Regions from separate parts of the Ovis aries genome. Here region 2 is linked to region 1. Evidence: chromatin contacts called from public Hi-C data. All regions are on one chromosome and are shown on one strand. The core of a region is the stretch at or near the end of the contact, and the rest is flanking DNA. Distances in the headings are between cores, read along the strand shown.

The links. A called contact is a pair of places that touch in the nucleus more often than the background predicts.
Region 2: a contact with region 1 is called in a Hi-C map of tail adipose tissue, with 3 times the contacts expected there. The contact joins the promoter of LRRK1 here to the promoter of CHSY1 in region 1. A contact is called at or near these places in 5 of 16 Hi-C or Micro-C datasets (blood, hypothalamus, omental adipose tissue and 1 more).

What each region holds. Positions count from the first base shown.
Region 1 is chr18:4,661,651-4,666,402 of ARS-UI_Ramb_v3.0, reverse strand. It overlaps CHSY1 (chondroitin sulfate synthase 1), which reads right to left and starts at 2,994. Exons shown (of 3, transcript XM_012098317.5): 1 at 2,254-2,994. The coding sequence starts at 2,576.
Region 2 is chr18:5,010,233-5,015,213 of ARS-UI_Ramb_v3.0, reverse strand. LRRK1 (leucine rich repeat kinase 1) reads left to right here and starts at 2,227. Exons shown (of 34, transcript XM_042235020.2): 1 at 2,227-2,434. ALDH1A3 (aldehyde dehydrogenase 1 family member A3) reads left to right here. Exons shown (of 13, transcript XM_042235022.1): 13 at 1-392.

The DNA.
Region 1 (4,752 bases), core at 1,745-4,244:
TACCCTGTGCTAGAAGATTCAAGCCAACTTTTATACTGCATGAAATTTCCAGTTTGAAAGCTGAGTGTGGACTTTTGGCCCAGGCTGCAAAGCACAGCAAAGCCATAATTATAAGTTACATCCTATAACCTCCATCCCAATTTTGGCTTTCCCCAGAAGTTCCTTAAGGCTAAAATCGTCTTGTGTCCTCTCCTACAGCCAGTCTAATCACAATGTGGACAAGCTGAGAAGGAGAGGACCTTAACTAGACAGGCAGGTCCACCCCTAGGCTCCAACTAATGTGACTACTTAAGATCAGAGAGATACCAGAAGAAGTATGCTGGAAAGCTGACTGAACGACTGTATAGAATATACCATTTCCCGGTAAGGGTTTTATCAAAAAGGCAGAACTTCCACAAAGAAGGGCCAGAGGACAAATTATGTTTCTACTTTTCCCTAGCTGCCTTAAAGAAAATAAACAATGAGATAAAATCCTACATCCAAAAAAGATGAGGTAGGAGATTTAGAAAGGAGGCCAAGCATAGAGCCTCAAGCATGGGTTTGGGGAAAGACCATTTCCAAGTGTTAAATAGTATCCAGTGTGCAAATCATTTTCTGAGTATTGCTGGTGTTACCAGGACCCCTTCTAGTTTGTGATTTTGTTATCTACGAAAAAGTATTTGCTTGGGGGGCAGGGAGTTACATGTCCATATTTGAACAAACCACTTTGGTAACTGTCCCAAACTTGATTTCAAAGAACGTGTCATCAAATTGGAGTCATATAGATTTACTTTAAAACCCATGTTGTAAACAATGTATATAGCTCATCCTCAATTTCTGATTAGATATTCCTTTTTTCAAAAATCAGATGTTTTTTTGATGTACACCTAAAACACTGTAAATCTACTATACTTCAAAGGAAAAAAGAAACAAACCACGAAACAACAAAAAGCACAACTCCACCTAATTCAATAGATCTGGGAGAAAACCATGATCTGCATGTTTGCTTCCAAGTCATGATCTTAGTCAAATTTATGCTACCTTTTCTAACCTTTTCAGGCCCTCAGTCCCCTTCTGGCAGAACCTAGGTCATGGACTTAACAAGATCCAGTGGAAACACAGGAATGGGAATCAATGCACTGAAAAGGCAGACTTTCTCTACTGCTCTCTACCTTCCTTTTCAATCCTTCACCTCCTCCTTTAGAGGAACGGAGACCCAAATATGCTTTTCTCCTCACAACATCTAATGCCTGAAAATTTAGACCAGGACTACAGTTAAAAGCTGAAGTTATAAAGGTGATGGCTATAAATTAAGAACAACAACCAGCTTGGCCTCTCTCAGTAATGACTGCTCTAAGAGTCCATTCCCAGCAGACCTCTCAGGTTGGTTTGCTCTGCGGTTGGATGAATACCAAATGTTATCTGTAGAGTAAGCATTTCTGTACTTCACACATATAAGGTTTCCATTAAATCTCTTTACTGAATCTATTAATACATCCTTCTTCTACCTCAAATTCATTCCAATATCATCTCTCTTTCACTCTTCTAAAGATTACTTTGGCTAATCCCTTTGTTAATCCTGAACATGATTCCAGCCACTTTTCTGACTCATATGGCCAACTAGGACCCAGATACCGGATAACACACACGTCACTAAACTGGGCTAGTTAACAACAAATCTACCATGAGCCAAGAACTGCTTTCCCAAAGGTTCTCTTTCCAGTTACAAAACAGTCTGGTGGGGTTGAGTGTGCAGCGTGTACCCCTTCCATTTACCAGAATGGTTCCAACAGTGAAAACTAAAAGTGGAAGGCCTCTGACCAAATTAACTTACACAGGCTCTAGTTCTGCAAGGCTAAAAGTGCAGGTTTCAGAGCCTCGAATAATAACCCCCGCTGCCACCACAATCACCAGTATTGTGCTGAGTTTTCCGAACACTCTTATGGGTGTTTGGAAATGTTCGGTGGTGCTCATTCAACAAAGGAAAGGACTAGGACAAGAGAAGATGAAGCGCGGAGCATAAAGTCCGCGTGAAGACTACACCCAGAGGGGCCAGGCTGGTCCGCTGGACCCCAAAGCCCCTGCTTTCGAGCGCTGAGCTCGCTATACCGCCCCTGAGCCCGCTGCCAACGCCCGGCACGCCCCACGGGGCACAGCGGCCCCACGGAAACCCAGCGAGCGCCGGGTCTGGGAGGCAGGCAAAGGCGCGCGCCGCACGCGGGCCGCGGGGCAGCGCGCTCGGATGCTGGACGCCGCCCGGGAGCGGGGACTCACCTGAAGGCCGCCACCGCGCGGGTCTGCAGGTACTTCTGGGCGGTCATGACTCCCACGAAGAGAAAGTTCCTGTCGCGCGGGACGCCATCCTGGGCCTCGCTGTGGGGCCAGAGCCGCTGCCCGCGCGCATCCCCGCGCGCCCCGCCGGCCAGGGGCACCGCGGCCGCCTGCCCGGGCCGGCAAGCCTCGGGGCTGGCGCGGCGCCGCGGGCCCGCCCGCTTCAACTCGGAGGCGCGGGGCAGCACGAGCCGCGAGGCCAGCACGAAACCCAGCACAAGCCCGAGCAGCACGCTGAGCCAGGCGCGCCGGCCGCGCACGGCCATGCCCGCGCCGCTCCGCCCGCCGGGCCGCCGCCGCCGCCGCTCCGCGCGCCCTCAGCCCGCCCGCCGAGGCCAGCCCGCCCTACGCGGCCCCGCCCGGGCAGCGCCGCGGCTGCGGCGGGCCCGCCGTGCCCATCGCGGAGCGCGGGCCGCCCGCAGGCCCCGCGCCGGCGCTCGGTCCCGCTCGCGCGCGCCCGCCTTCAGGGGCGCAGCATGCCCAGCGCGCGCCGGCCGCGGCCCCCCGCCCGCGCCCCGCGCCCCGCGCTCCCCGGCCGGCTCGGCTCCCCGCGCGGCGCCCCCCGGGCGCTCGGCTCCGCTGGCGCTGCGCGCGGCACGCTGATGTCCGTGGCCGGCGCCGGCGCGGCCGCTGCTCATCGTCCGGCTCCGCGCGCCATCGCCGCGGGGGCGCCGCACGTCACGCACGGCGCGCAGGGGGCGGTGCGCTGTGGCCCCGCTCGGGATCCGTCCGCGCCGCGCGATTGGCGCAGCAGTGAATGGGGGGCGGTTCACGTGGCGAAAGTTTGCCCGAAAAAGAAAGCCCAGCTCAGAGCCCCGCCCGCGCGGTCTGCGGCGGCCCCGGGCGGAGGGGGCGTGGGTCGGGCGCGGCGCCGCCTGGGGCCGGGAGCGAGGCGCCCGGCCGCCCGTTACCCGCCCCGCCGGGGCATCCCTGCCGCGGCGCGCGGCGCTGGCTCGAGGCCGTTCCGCCCGGCCTCCGGCTGCCGCGAGACGCTGCGCCAGCGTGGATCTTATCAGGGATTTCCAAGAAGGGGCTTCTTGGTCCTCGAACACTGCACTCGTGGAGGACGAGCCGAGCGTTCCTCCTGCACACACTGTCCTCAGACACACCCGCCTCCCCACGCCCAGCCCTCCAGCCGGGCGGACCTCTCCGGCCACCTTCCCTGCGTCCTCCCGATTCACACTGTATCTTTGTTCCCGCAGCTCTGTGGGTACGAGCGAGCATGTGTAGCATAAACAGCTCAGGAACCGTTTGAAACGTGCATGACTGCAGAATGAACCGTGAATTCAGCTACCTTGTTCTCTGCTACTGGTTTCTAAGCTAAAAACAGAAAGAAAAAGAAAGCTATACTCAGTGTCCAACCTTCGAACACTAGCAGCATTTAAAGGACGTTGAAGAAATGGTAGATGGTGTTAATACGCTTTTTCTTTACATTCTGTGTAGAAACTCATCAGTTTCTCTAGTCTGAGTCTTTGTGTTTTAACATCATCCATCCATAGAAGTGCCATGGGTTTCTAAAGACAGTTTTTGAGAACTGGCTTCTCTATGATGGATTTTGAATTTTATGCACTTCTTCTTAAAACAGCTAAGGTAACAAAAAGCTGACGAAATGACCACACAACAAATATTTGTGTAAATTATTATTATTTAGTCGCCAGTGTGTTGGAGTTTTTTTTTTTTTTTTTTTTTTAATGAAACTCCCAGACAGCAGAGTGGTTCCCTCGGCCTGACAGGTTCCCGTCATTTAAACAAATGAACCCAAGAATTAGGGACAGAAAATAAGCATGCTTGGGTAAACCTTGGATCTTTCTTCATTGCTAAGATGACCAAATGAAGAAATATACACAATTTAAAGTACCATCTTAGAGGAGAGATATCATCTCTGCAGCTAAATAGTGGTCACTCTTGGTATTCTTTGGATATCAGCACTTTCTTCGGCACTTGTGAATTGTGCCAGATATAGTTCGTTACCCACCTTCCCACAGGCTCCCTGGGTAGGTGATCCACATCTAAAAATAAAATACTCATTATACAGTGAACACAGGATTCCAACAGTGGTCTTGAGAAAAATGCAGAACCATGAATTAGAGACTCAAAAATCAGCCAAAGGGGTTTCCAGTTAGACCATAAGCCACAAATGCCAAGTTCCCCAAATTCAGCAACAGCCTCATAATTCACAATGATGTCCATAAAGCACAAATCTAGCTAGGTACAGATGTTCAATTTTTTGACATAATGATTTCAATATTTTCTAACTTGCTTTAAACTTCTCTGTTTCCTCATTTAGACTAAAATCTGATTTAAAAAGCACATAAATGGTGTGTTGTTGTTCAGTCACTCAGTCATGTTCAGCTCTTTGCGACCCTGTGGACTGCAGCATGCCAGGCTTCCTTGTCCTTCACTAGCTCCTGGAGCTTGCTCAGACTCATCCATTGAGTCAAT
Region 2 (4,981 bases), core at 978-3,477, 350 kb before region 1:
TAACTTGTTAAATCAGGATTTGACTTCATATGCTGAATTTTCAGGATTTTATCTCAAGTAACTAAAGACATTAACCTTGATAGTAATACATTAGAGCGTTCTTATTCTTTCATTGTACAATAATGCCTTTAATATGATGCTACATTATTTATAATTGGTAGAGTTAATGTATCTTTTTATAGTTGTAAGTAAACAGAGGTGATGTATTTAACCTTCTGTAATATACTGTATTTAGAAATGGAAATCTATATAGCATTAGACTTTAGTTCTTTTAAGGTTTACTCCTGTGGTATGGTTTAAAAAAATCTATTGGCCTGGGAATTCTGACCCTAATTGCAGATTGTGTCCAACAATGCAATAACTATAAAATAAAATCAGATATTTGAAAAAAACTGTTTTTTCATTTAAAGACCAGAAGACCCCTTTTTCTGTGACTGACCTTTCTTTTCCTTAGAACTTTGGTACAAAGTGACTTACAAGAAAGTGGTTTCAATCACTTAAGGATAAAATTACATTTGCTCAGTCAATGAAGTCCTGTGCTTAGCTTGAGTGTGAAACTCACTTTGACGGTTTTGGGGGTGGATGAGGCAGCAAGCTTGGCCTCAAAGGCTCTGCATCTTAGTTGGTGAAGTTAAAGCTGTCATTGAGCTTACCAAGTCCCTCTTTATCACCAAGTGATGAGGATGTGAGTGTGCAGAATGTGGGAAGGTTGCTTGGGGACTCAGGGAAACACTGCGTCCTGCAACTGTGCGCATAAGTGTTCATGTCTGTCCCTTTTCTCCATGAGGATCTCTGTGTTTGTGTCTAAATTACCCAGAGTTTCTAAGGCTTCAGACCAGTAAGCCTCAATCACTGAGTTGTACACTGACACTGAGGTTAGATGAAGAATATTTCTGTACTTGGTTAGGTCCACCGTGTTCAACCATGCCTTGGATAAGATCCATCTTAATTTATGCACTTGTGTATGTTTGAATGCATTTAGAAACCTTCCATTTCCCAACCAAAATGTGAGCAACACATTCAAGGAAAACAGCAATTCCTTTGTTTGTCATTACCACAAGAGGAACCATTTTGAGGACATACACTGTGGCTATGGTGTGTGTGTGTGCATGTGTGTGTGCAGTGCCTTTTGGGGTGGGGACAGTAAGTTGGGACATTCTCTAAAAGTGGACCCTTTGAAACACCCAAGCTTCTCCCAATGGCAGGCTGAGCCCTTTTGACGTTCTTGCTCCTATCATGTCTTGATAATAAGGGACATTTTTTAAGTGTCCCAGGAGAAATATCAGTGGAAACTGAATACCCAGCTGAAGGAAGGTGACTAGAAACTGAGGGCCTATTATACAGAGTAAAGTAAGTCAGAAAGAGAAAAACAAATATCATATATTAATGCGTATATATGAAATCTAGAAGGATGGTGGGAAGGATGCTGGGAAAGGTTGAAGGCAGGAGGAGAAGGGGACAAAGAGGATGAGATGGTTGGATGGCATCACCAACTCGATGGGCATGAGTTTGAGCAGACTCTGGAAGATGGTGAAGGGCAGGAAAGCTTGCCGTGCTGCAGTCCATGGGCTCACAAAGAATCAGACACGACTGAGAGACTGAAGGACAACAAAAAGTATGGTGCTGATGAAGCTGTTTGTAGGGCAGCAATGGAGACGCATAGAGAACAGACTTGTGGACACAGCTGGGAAAGGAGAGAATTGGGAGAGTAGCATTGAAACATATACTTTACATATGCAAAATGAATAGCCAGTGGGAATTGGCAGGGAGCTCAGGCCCTTTGGTCTGTGACAACCTAGAGGGGTGGGAATGGGTGGGAGGGTGGAGGGAGGTTCAAGAGGGAGGGGATGTGTGTATACAGCTGATTCATGCTGATGCGTGGCAGAACCCAACTGAATGTTGTAAAGCAATTATCCTTCAATTAAAGGAAAAAAACTACTACACCTTCAGAAGGCAGAAAGGGTAGCTCAGGGAGGTAGCTTCCAATGGACCCCACCGTGAAAGTGAAAGTCGCTTGGTCCTGACCGACTCTTTGCCTCCAGGCCAGAATACTGGGGTGGTAGCTGCTCCCTTCTCCAGGGGATCTTCCCAACCCAGCAATGGAACCCAGGTCTCCCGCATTGCAAGCGGATTCTTTACCGTCTGAGTCACCAGGGAAACCCCTCCCTGCCTCCATTACCTACTTAGGAGAAAACTTAGAAAGCGAAAGCGAAAGTGACTCAGTCGTGTCCCAGTCTTTTTCTCCAGGCCAGATCACTGGAGTGGGTAGCCGGTCCCCTCTCCAGGGGATCTTCCCCATCCAGGGATAGAACTCAGGAATCCTGCGCTGCAGGTGGATTCTTTACCAGCATTCCAACATGAGACGTTGGTCAGCGGGGGTTAAGAAGCATAAAGAAATCTTAACTGACCTGTAACAATCGCCTCACGCAAACCTGTAAGTAACGCATGCCAAGGGTAAGGTTAAATGCTGGGATACAGCCAGCTCGAAACAGGCCACCCATGTGACAAGTTATTTCTACCTTGGACACATTTCTAAGCGGATGGCAAGCTCATTTAAAAAGGGCTTGTCCTCACCTCCGTGGGCCGCGTCTGCCCCCTGGTCCGCCGGTCACCCGGCGCGCACTTCCTCGCGGTCCCGCTAGATGGCAGGACCGGGCTCCTAGGGGTGGGGGTGGGCGCCGCGCCGCGATCGCCAGGCTCACTCGGCACCGTGGACGCCACGCCCTGCAAATTATTAGGGACTTTTCGTTAGCGACCAAACTGCCGCCTTTTGCATATTGGAATTAGAACCGCGGTGGTGAAGGCAGGGTTGCAGAACTGCACCCTCCCTTTTGGAGGGGCGTGTGGCCCGGGAGAGCCGACGGGGCAGCCTCTTGGGCGCAAACCTCAGCTGCCCCGTGGTCCCCTCTTCGAACAGGGACCCAAGGAACTCGTCCATGGTGACCGCTCAAAGTGTCTGCGAGGTCGTGGAGGCGGGAGCTGGCTGCTGCTGGCCGGCTTTTGTGAAACGGCAGTGAGGATGCTGGCGATTTGTCTCTGAGCCTTGGGATAAACCCTGGGAATGTTCCAGTCATAGCCGAACACGGGAGGAACCTGGGGTGCGCAGATCCTGCCAGGGTGCAGGACCATCCGCTTTTTCCGAAGAAGTCTTCTCTTTCCCTGGCGGGCACGTGGAGCCCAATCTAAAGCCTGCCCGCCCGCATGGACGTACATCATTATGATCTGTCTTTGGACAATGGCCTTAATTGTGGGTACATCTTTTTATTAGGTTGAAATAGAAATTGCCTACACTCCAGCAGGTTTATCTACCACCGCCACCCCCAAAATAGACCCAGACAATTTAAAATGATTCACCAGTGATATCTTTGTGTGTATCCGTAATTTAGTAAATCCATGTGGTGGAAGGGTTGAGGTTTGCAAACTATTAAAGTTTTACATTTCATACGTCTAGTCTGCTGTAGAAAAAGTTGTACACAAACGAATATTCCTGTCTTTTGAGTATTTACTGCCTCCATAGACGAGTCCGGAGTTCACCAGCGGATTTCGCTGCTGAGCGGAACAGAGGGGCAGGGAAAGCTGGGCTGCGCCGAAAACCGACCAATCTCGCCGCTGAGACTGCCCTGCCGGAGGGCAGGGGACCCAGACCCGGAGGAGACCGGCGCTGGGGGCGCCTGCGGACCCCGTGGCCTCCGGGGTCTCGGTGAGGGAAGCCGGCGGGCGAGCGCAGGGGCTTCCCGCGCGCGCTCTGCGGAGGCCTCTCGGAGGCCGCCCCTCGCCCCGCGCGCCGCCCGCCCCGCTCAGGATTGAGGAAGTGAGTCTGGCCCGGCCCGGCCCCCGGCGCACGGCCGGAGCCTCCTCGGAGGAGGGCAGAGGGGCGGCCCGGCCCCGAGCGCCGCCGTCCGCCCGGCCCCGCGCAGCCCGCGCCCCAGGCGCCCGCTGCCCTGCCCGCCGCCGCCGCCCGCAGGTAAGCGCTGCCCCGCCGCAGCCGGCGCGGAGTCCCAGCCCCGCCGCCCAGGCCCCGCGCGGGAAGCGTCTCCCCCGCCCTCCGCGGCGCACTGCCCTGCGTCTCCCGCCGCGCCCTCGGGCTGGAGGGTTCGGGGGGGGCGCAGGCCGGCGCCCGGGCCGGGGGAGCGGGCGAAAGCCACAAAAGGAAGAGGCGCCGAGGCGTCCGCACGGTTCCTCCGCCCTTAGAGAAGCCCCCGCCTTCGAGCGGGCGCGCGTGTGCGCCGGGTGTGTGAGTGCGGGGCGGCGCGGGGGCGCGGCCCGGGACGGCCTGGCGGCGCCGGGCGCCCGGGCGCCGTCTCCCCCACCCCGAGTCCGGGACGGAACCCGCCTTCTCCTGGCGGCCTCTGCGGGCGACCTTCCGCGTGGGATGAGTGTGATCGCGGCCGGGGAAGGCCGGGGACCCCAGGGGGGACGGTGGTGACCGAGGCTCTGGGATCTCTGCGGTCCGCTCACCCTGCCCGTCCACCTTGTGAGGCCGGCGAGTTTTTCTCCCATAAGCATCGGAGATGTAAGGAAATAGGAGCGTGCAGTTACGTTTTCAGCGAGCTTTTCACCAAATGCATTGTCTTTAGAGTTTGCCACTCACTCCCATTGTATCCAGATTCCCTGGGCGTTACAGGGGCAGATGGCAACCCACTCCAGTATTCTTGCCTGGAGAATCCCATGGACGGGGGAGCATGGTAGGCTACAGCCCGCGGGGTCGCAAAGAGTCAGACACGACTGATCGACTTCACTTAAAGGGGCAACTAGAATACGCACGATTTTGAAAAATGCTAACATTCAACTTCTTTTGTGGTCTGATTTAATTATCCTTGTGAATGTCCTAAAAGAATAAAAAATTCAGTTGAAAACATACAAACCTCACACTCAGTTTGTCCCTACAGGTTTGTGGGCCTGCCAAACCTCTCCCTCAGGCTTCCACACCTCAGGGAGCGGCCCTAGTACTCAGATCAAAGCCTGAGACATAAAAACCTGG